Regions from separate parts of the Zea mays genome. Here regions 1 and 2 are each linked to region 3. A link is a contact called in public Hi-C data. All regions are on one chromosome and are shown on one strand. Each heading gives the region's core, a stretch centred on a gene start, on an enhancer-like site or on the middle of the called end of the contact. The rest is flanking DNA. Distances are from core to core; before and after follow the strand shown. Region 1 holds the start of LOC103653829. Region 2 holds the start of LOC100276558. Region 3 holds the start of LOC109939235 (ethylene-responsive transcription factor ERF053).

Region 1 (2,700 bases), core at 101-2,600, 160 kb after region 3:
ATCTTTATGAACTTGTTATACTGTGAACTTGTTATATTGTGAACTTCTGATCTTTGTAAACTTTTTATATTATAAATTTGTGATCCTTGTGAACTTGTTATATCATGAATTGTGAACTTGTGGTATTTGTGATGTTTTGTCAATTTTGTTTTATTGTGAAGTTTGATATGTTTACCGATCATATTTTAGATTTCGACCGTTACCGGTGTATTTTCCGCACCGAACTTTCGTTTCCGATGTTTCCGAAATACCGATATCGTTTCCGTTTCCGGAGTTACCGTTTTCGATTTTGTTTCCGATAAAAAATATGAAAACGGTAATGATTTTAGTGTTTACCGACCGTTTTCATCCCTACGTATACGTAGGGCCGATCCGTCCGAGCTGCCTGGCTGCCTGCCAATCCGCACAACGGGAGAGCCGAGAGCGCGCCGCGCGAATCCGATGGCGAGAAGCCGAGGAGGAGGATCCGCGTGCCACGCACGCACGCTTCGCCCCTCCAACGGTCGGCTCGGGTTCAAAAGGCACTAGAGACGGTGAAAAGGACGCGAGACCGCACGCAACGGTCAGCGCTCTGTCGCGGGCGTCCAGCACGGCAAAAGGAATCCGGTCCGGTCGCATCGGCATCTCCCTCCCTCCGCCCTGACCGCTCGTAGCCGTTGGGCGTTGGCCGTTGTTTGTTGGGCGAGGCTCCGCCGCTCGCGCACGCACCAGCTCGAGGTGGCCCAGATTCAAACCAAACGTGCCTTGCATTTGAACCATTCAGGGATCGGCAGCACGCATTGAAACGCAAAACAGAGGCAGTGTCGACACAACTGCAGAAACACTGCTCGTGGGCTCGTGCGTAGCGTAACCAGCCCTGGGGCCTGCAAAGCAAAACTGTCCTCCGTCCGATCTCGCAAACTCCCTCGCGTGCGATTGGCTTTCACCGTGCGTTACCCGTCACAATGACGATTATTAACAGAGCACAGTACCAGACCAAAGTTCATCACCTAGCTTAGCAATACACGCGTGTCTGGTGACGGCTGGTGCTGGTCCCGTTTTTTTTTTAAGACGAGATGATGAAATAATCAAGGCCCAGGCCCCGCGATGTTGTAACGGATAGCGACCCCACCGAGCCCCCCGGGTCCAACTCCTGTGGACGTATTCCTCGTAGACCACACTGACCGAGGCGATGCATCCTTCCGTCCCCGCCCGTCGGTCCACGGCAGCACCGTGAGCCGCCAACGTCCCCCACGTTCGTTCGTGCGTGCGCGCACGAGCCTCGAGGTCATCCATCCGATCCGCACAAGAGAGGATTTCAAATCCCCGTCTCGCTCTCGCATCAGCATCCGCTTTGCGTTTGCTCTCATCACAGGCGCGCGGTACGGGTTACGGAGCACTAACTAACACAGAGCACGACGCACGCTGACACAAAAATTATTTCGCCTAAGCGCACCTCCCCACGCGTGCTTATATACCACCCAAGTCACCAGCGCACCAAGTCACAGTCCAACGGACTCTTTCCTTCACTCCACTCCACTCCCAGTCGCAGAGTCGCAGTCCGTACCGTAGCTCCTCCTGCCACCAGAACCCACCATGGGCCTCTGCTTCAGCAAGAAGAAGCCACCGGCCAAGCCGGGAAAGGTCGCCGCCGCGGTCTCCGACGACAAGGCCAAGAAGAGTCCGGCGCAGCAGCCCAAGAGAGCGGCGGCGGCGGCGGCGAACAAGGCTGCGGTGTCCGCCAAGGACGCCGCGGTGCCCGGGGAGGAGAAGAGGAGGCGGTCGGGATCGCAAGGGCCGGCGGCCGAGAAGCAGCTGCCGGTAGTGCTGGTGCCGTCGGCGCCGGTGCGCACGTCCAGCTGCACCAAGGAGGAGGTGGACGCGATCCTCATCCAGTGCGGCCGGCTCAGCCGGAGCTCGTCCGGGGCCGGAAGGGCGGCGTCGACCGGCGACACGGCAGCGTGCGGCGGCGGGCACCGCAGGAGGCGCTCGGGGTCCAAGCGCAGCTACGACTTCGACCAGGACGGCGGCGCGGACGAGGAGTGCGACTGGGAGAGGCAGGGGCGCGCGGCGCCCGTGTCCAGCAGCAGGCCGTCGCCGCACCGAGGCTCGCCGCAGCGCAAGCGGTCGGGAAGCCGGGAGAGGAGCGGCGCCGGCGCCGGGAGCCGGAGGGCCAGCCGGTCGCCCGGGAGACGCGCTGATGGCGCTGCTACCTCTGCGGGATCCGGCGGCGGGGACCGCGCCAGGCAGCAGCCGGGGAAGATGGTGTCCGTGCCCGCCAGGGAGAAGGGGCGCGCGCCGTCGCCCGTGGCCGCGTCTGGGAAGCGGTGCGCGTCTCCGAGGTCGAGCTCTCCCGCGAGGATGGCAGCGGGGACGGGGAACGAGAATGCTGGAGCTTGCGGACCGGCGGCGGGGCCGGCGCCGGTGCTCAGCCGGAGCTCGTCCAGGAAGAACGAGCAGTCCCCGTACAGGCGCTGCCCCATGGCCGAGCTCGACGACAACGCTCTCCGTAACAGCAGCAACCACGGTGCCAGGCCGCACAAGGTAAAAAAATCAGCCAGACAAAACTCGAATTGAATTTTGCTCCGGTTAGTGCAAGTTCTACCGTACCACTCGCGAGGCTCAAACTTCTGCTCCGACTTCAGAAATCTGCTGAGACTGCCGTCGCCGCGACGCCCAGGAAGGCTACGGGGCGTGGGAAGGAGCCGACGGCGGTGAAAG
Region 2 (2,700 bases), core at 136-2,635, 230 kb after region 3:
TCTAGAGCAAACTAGTCAGTCCAATAATTTGTGTTGGGCAATTCAACCACCAAAATCAATTAGGAAATAGGTGTACGCCTAATTCCCTTTCACCTCATCGCGGAGTAGATCGACATAGTTGTGGATCTCATCGACCGAAGCCTCGACGAAGGGCCGCCATGACTCGAAGGTTGCAGAAACCGATGCTAGGGCCCCGAGTCGCGTTGGAGGCACCACCTCGATGTCATCTATGCGCTCGGTCGTCGCGGCGACTTGGGCGTCGAGATCCGCGCGGATCGACGCTGGGCTCGTGACGGCGAGACTGGCCTCCAGATGTTGTAGGGACGTGGAGTTCCGAGCGACGGTGGACTCGAGTGTGGACTAGCGTGCGTCCTACGCAGATAGGCGGTCACAGATGTCTCGGAGAAGCTTGGACTATTCCTGGATCGCCATCTTCAGGTTGAGCTCCATGGATCCGGAGTCCTTCGCGCGGCGCGTGTAGTAGGCGTGCGCCAGCCCTAGATCGGTGTCTCCGATACCAATTGTTAGGCTCCCACAAGCACCGGATCTGGATAATGAGGGAAATCAGCAGAAGAATGGTTTTGGAGAAAGAAGGGGATGGAATACGGGGAGAAGATAGTTGTCGATATATTTCTCAGCATAATTCTCACCGTTCACTGTTCACAACGTTTAAGTATCAGCTATTACAAAGCCCACGACCCATTATGCCACCTAATCTTCTCCTAGGAATATAGCATTGGGCTTTTGTTGCAGCGATCTAGCACTAGATCAGTAGCATCTGCCGTTGGCTTCTGCTTCTCAGACGCACGACTTCTTTGGGATGCTGACACGACGTGTCGCCCCGCCTGTGGTGGTGACGCGGGAGAGCCCAAACGGGATGCGCCTATGAGCGGGCGGCGCTCAGGTCGCCGGCCAGGGAGGGAGCTGGTGAGGTGCTCCGTGTGGCCGAGCGGGCGACGGATTGGGAGAAGAAACGTTGGCAAATTTTCGCACTAGAGCACAAATTTTTGGCTTGCGGGAAAATCGGGGAGACATTGGCAATTTTGCTACTATGATTTACGGTATTCGCCAGTATGTCATCGGACCTATAAATTATAGACATAGATGGTCCTACCAGTTATAGACACGAGATAGCATAATAACAGACAACCAAAATTGAGAGTGGCAAAATCACAAATTTCTCAAAATCGGGTGAGTTGATAGGGCTCGGTTGGACGGTTGTTTTTCAATTAGAGATGCTCTAGTATGAAAAGGACTACCTCTGGCCCGGGCGAAGTCGACTGCTTAACTCAATGGGCCGTGCATCTTCGGTAATCTTTGTTTTTGGGGGGAATGCAGAGCCCTTATTCTTGGTTGGGCCACGGCCTCAACACCCAGCCGCCGCCGCCCGGCAGTTCCGTCTCCCTTCTTCGCCTTCTCAGTCAAGCTAAAACCTCGCTCGCCTCGTCCAGTCAGACATGGCATGAAACCCTAGGGCGCCCGCCTCCCCTCCGCAATTTGCCATTGCGCTCCGCGATGCAGGCATCCGCGCGCCTCTCCTACTCCGTGGCCTCCAGGAAAGGTGAGTAAAGCTAGTAATCAAGCCTATTTCGCCCCGCGCCTCCCGTGTTCGATCCAAGCTCTGGGTTTTGGCCGCGGTGCAGACATTGATGTGATATTATTTGCCTAATATGTTCCCTCTTTCCAGTGATCGCGGGTGTCTCTATCGCGCCCCCACGGTCGTGCTATCGGACCTCCCGAGGGAAGGCGCATGCGGCGCCGCTGCCTGCGCAGGAGCCGCCACCGAAGGGGCTGAAGAGGATTACAAAGCAGGAGCGGAGGGTTCGAATAGTGGAATTTGTTGAGAAGTAGGTTACTTTTTTTTCACTGTATTTTCTGGTTGTAGAGTTTATCTTTTTGGGTCATAGGTAGCAATTGTGTAGCTTTCGGCTTATTAGCACTTCTGTTTGGCTCTCGAGCTTAGTAATAGACACTTAGTGTGCGTTTGGTTGGGCTGTGAACTATGAAAACATAGCTGTGAGTTGTCTGCTGTGAAAAAACTGTTGTGAGCAAATAAAGCTGAAACTCGTTTGGTTCAAACTGTTGTTAGTTCTCCACTGTAAACAAAATGTATATTGTTTATATGCAATTTGTTTAACTATATTTCTTAATCAATATATTTAATTAAAACCTATTTCACATTTGTGTTCATGATTGTTTTACAAATAAATCAATTTTACAATTCCATTTTTCATCTTTTTATTAAAAATATTTTTTATCTTATTTATTATAACTTAATTGTTTTTAATCATATTTTAGTTTCTATTTGCTACATCTGCTCTGCTTATTAATATAGCGAACTTGGATAAGCAGTAAAAGCAGAGTCCAAGCGACTTTCAAATGTGTACTACAGAAAAGTTGTCTTTTCAAAGTAGCTGCAGAAAAGCTGAACCCTTTTGGTTCGGTTTCTGCTTTTTTTAAGCAGAAGCAGCATTAAGGTTGACATTTGAGATTTAGAAATTAGAAATGTGGCAGAACTCATTCACATCTGTAGGTTTCTGATAAAGATTGGTAACTATGTCTAGGAGTTATAAAAACGTTTTTTTTTCCTGGTTAGCGTTTTTTCCTGGTTAGTTAGTTATTCGTGTGACTCTTAAACCTTGTGTTTCTATTTAGTGCAGTTATAGGGCTTCAAACGAAGGCAAGTTTCCTACTGTAAAA
Region 3 (2,700 bases), core at 101-2,600:
AATATTGTACTTGCCAATTGTTTGTATCAGCAATCTTGTCCTTTCTTGGTGATACCGGTACGCGCAAGAATTATCATCTACCCACCATCTATCCAAGGAGGTAATTACATTTTGCCTTCCCTACAAATTTGCGTACAAATCAATTTGTTCCATATGAGAATGATGGTTCTTCTGCAATGTTCTATATGTCTTCCCTACTAATTCAATTGCCTACAATATTGCAAATGGATCTTCTATCATGTTTCATATGTCTTTCCCTACTAATTCAACTGCCTACAAACTATGGCTTAGCTCACAGAGACCATCTACCATGTGTTTATTGAACATTCTACTTGCTCCCTTGACCTCTTTTGGTCATACCATAGGGTGGTTTTTGTACTGGTCCTCTTGGATCTTAAATTCCCCTCTTCTTATTACAAAGATGTGCAGCTCTCCTGCATTTTTTCGAGAGAGAAAAAATGGTTCATGACGGCTTGTGTGTATGTTATTTGCTTTCCCTGCTAATACAACTGCCTATAATTTTGCATAGAAATTAATTTGTTTAATATGCAAACAGTTCTTGCAATGACCTTAGAGAAGACTACATATTGACTTAACACCTGGAAGCACACTGTTGCTAAGTGTTGATGTATGGTGGTTGAATGCTACTTAGTATGTATTGTAGTCTAAATTCACTCTACAACTGGTATCAACTATTAGGGAAAAACAATATTATCTACTTATATTTTGGTTTCTTGCATACGCATTGTATACTCATATCATGTTTAAATTTGTTTTACATATCTGGGTACTCACACCAAATCCTTAAGCCATATATGGTCACGCGCGCCCAGGAGCGCGCTAAACACTAGTATATATCTGACAACAATTGCGTTTGTAGCTGCGCGCGTATGCATATATCAGCATAGGGCCCTGCTAAAATGCTACCAGCAGGCAGTAGCAGTAGCTAAGGCTATCCGCAGCGGTTCTCCCTAAATTTCTTCATCTATATCACTTTTTTACGTCACATTATCAACATTTCACCCCCTATTTTTTCATCTCCCGCAGCGGTTCCCCCTAAATACTCCCCCTATATCCCACTACAACTATAAAATATCATTTTCTATACATACTTTTCATCTACTATAAATTTTCATCTACTAACAATTGGAAGTGAGCACACGTGAATAGTATTTAGAGGGCAACTGCATGCACGCTAGAACGAGAGAGAGAAGCAGACCTCCCCATAGGGTGCCTGGCAGGGGGCGCCGCTGCGGTAACGCGGGCTCCCTGTAGCCACCATGCATGCTAGAGGGCTAAGGGAAGGGGGCTTCGTGCAGCAGGCGCTGCGGATAGTCTAACTCGACAGTAATTTAGATATGCGCTGACGTGTACGACGCTGCACGAACAGATGCTAGCTTCATTTGTGGTAGATGATCGAACTGAACAGAGTGCCGTCGTTAATTAAGATTCGTGTGGATACGAATGAATCGATGTTCCATTCCAGGAGAAAGGTAGCCGTCCAGGTGAGAGGGGGCGGCACAGCAGGGTACCTAGGATCTGATCCAAGTGGTGGCGGAATAAACAACAGTGCCGGCACTTCCACGGAAGCGATCGACATCCCTTCCAGCTGCTAATTAACTGCGCCGGCGCTAATGAGTGGTACGGTGCAGCAAATTATTCTACTATGCGCGGGTTGTTCGATCGATGCATCGTTCTAAACGTAACTGTCAGCGGTGCAGCTCGTAGTTAGTTATCCTCTCAGCACCAAATTAAGCTAACCTATGCACATCAAAAAGGAGACATTTGGCGACACTCGGTTCCTTTTCTGTTGGTTCACAAATTATACAAATTAAGGCAGCACACACAAAACGACGGCGTACGTACGTACTATGTGGGTGGTTCCTAAGATAGGACAAGGTCCCAATTAAACTGTTGGCCAGAAGGGAGACTTAATTACAAGCAATATAAGAGTCGATCGTCCAGCCTTGTGAACTCTAATTAAAGACAGAACTTTGCGTAAACGAACTCAGGCGGTAATTAAGCTGGTCCTCATCCCACTCCCCCGGCCTTTCGGCATACGCAGCTCCTCCTAGATAACCCAAATTAAACCGTGCACACATACGTACGGCCGCGCCATGTGATCTCCGAACTATAGCTACACATGTGCTTCCTTCTCATTGGTATATAAATAAACAAACACGGGCACTACGTTCCCAGTGCCTGATGATTGAACGGGTCGTACCGTCAAATTTGTTGCGAGTCCGCGAAAGCCCAGTCCAGCTCGTAGCATGCCGCATGCGCTAAAACAACTGAGAACGAGAACAAAACCGTATGCGACGACGACTTCCGCGGGACGCACAAGCGAGTCAGTGGTTCGTTCCATGCCCATGCCCAGGGTCAATGCGCGTGGGGCCCGACCCACCGACCACGATCTCGTCCCCGCCACACACAACGGCGTCGTCCTCCTTTTTATTTTCCTCTTCCCCCCGGCGAGCAGCAAAAAATCGGCCCCCGCCTTTTTTGGCCCGGTGCTCGCGAGCACGCGACCTTTATAAACGCGCGAGCCCCGCCTCCTCCGAATCAGAACCGCGCGCCCCATTGGCTGGCGCACGCACGACCGGTCGGTCGCCCGCCCGCTCCCCGCTTCCTTGGCGAAGCCGCTGCCTCGCTCCCGGTTTTCCCACGCGCGGCTTCAAGCTCCTCGGTGCAGTTCGCAGC

The links. Hi-C and Micro-C count contacts between places; a contact is called where the count stands out from the background.
Region 1: a Hi-C map of bundle sheath shows a contact between it and region 3, with 5 times the contacts expected there. The contact joins the promoter of LOC103653829 here to the promoter of LOC109939235 in region 3. A contact is called at or near these places in 9 of 25 Hi-C or Micro-C datasets (bundle sheath, ear, endosperm and 3 more).
Region 2: a Hi-C map of ear shows a contact between it and region 3, with 2.1 times the contacts expected there. The contact joins the promoter of LOC100276558 here to the promoter of LOC109939235 in region 3. A contact is called at or near these places in 6 of 25 Hi-C or Micro-C datasets (bundle sheath, ear, endosperm and 2 more).

The regions. Positions count from the first base shown.
Region 1 is chr4:151,336,699-151,339,398 of Zm-B73-REFERENCE-NAM-5.0, reverse strand. It overlaps LOC103653829, which reads left to right and starts at 1,350. Exons shown (of 2, transcript XM_008680635.3): 1 at 1,350-2,523; 2 at 2,625-2,700. The coding sequence starts at 1,576.
Region 2 is chr4:151,259,188-151,261,887 of Zm-B73-REFERENCE-NAM-5.0, reverse strand. It overlaps LOC100276558, which reads left to right and starts at 1,385. Exons shown (of 6, transcript NM_001150318.2): 1 at 1,385-1,561; 2 at 1,688-1,847; 3 at 2,661-2,680. The coding sequence starts at 1,516. It also overlaps the pseudogene LOC118477077.
Region 3 is chr4:151,492,288-151,494,987 of Zm-B73-REFERENCE-NAM-5.0, reverse strand. LOC109939235 (ethylene-responsive transcription factor ERF053) reads left to right here and starts at 1,350. Exons shown (of 1, transcript XM_020552642.2): 1 at 1,350-2,700. It also overlaps LOC103653830.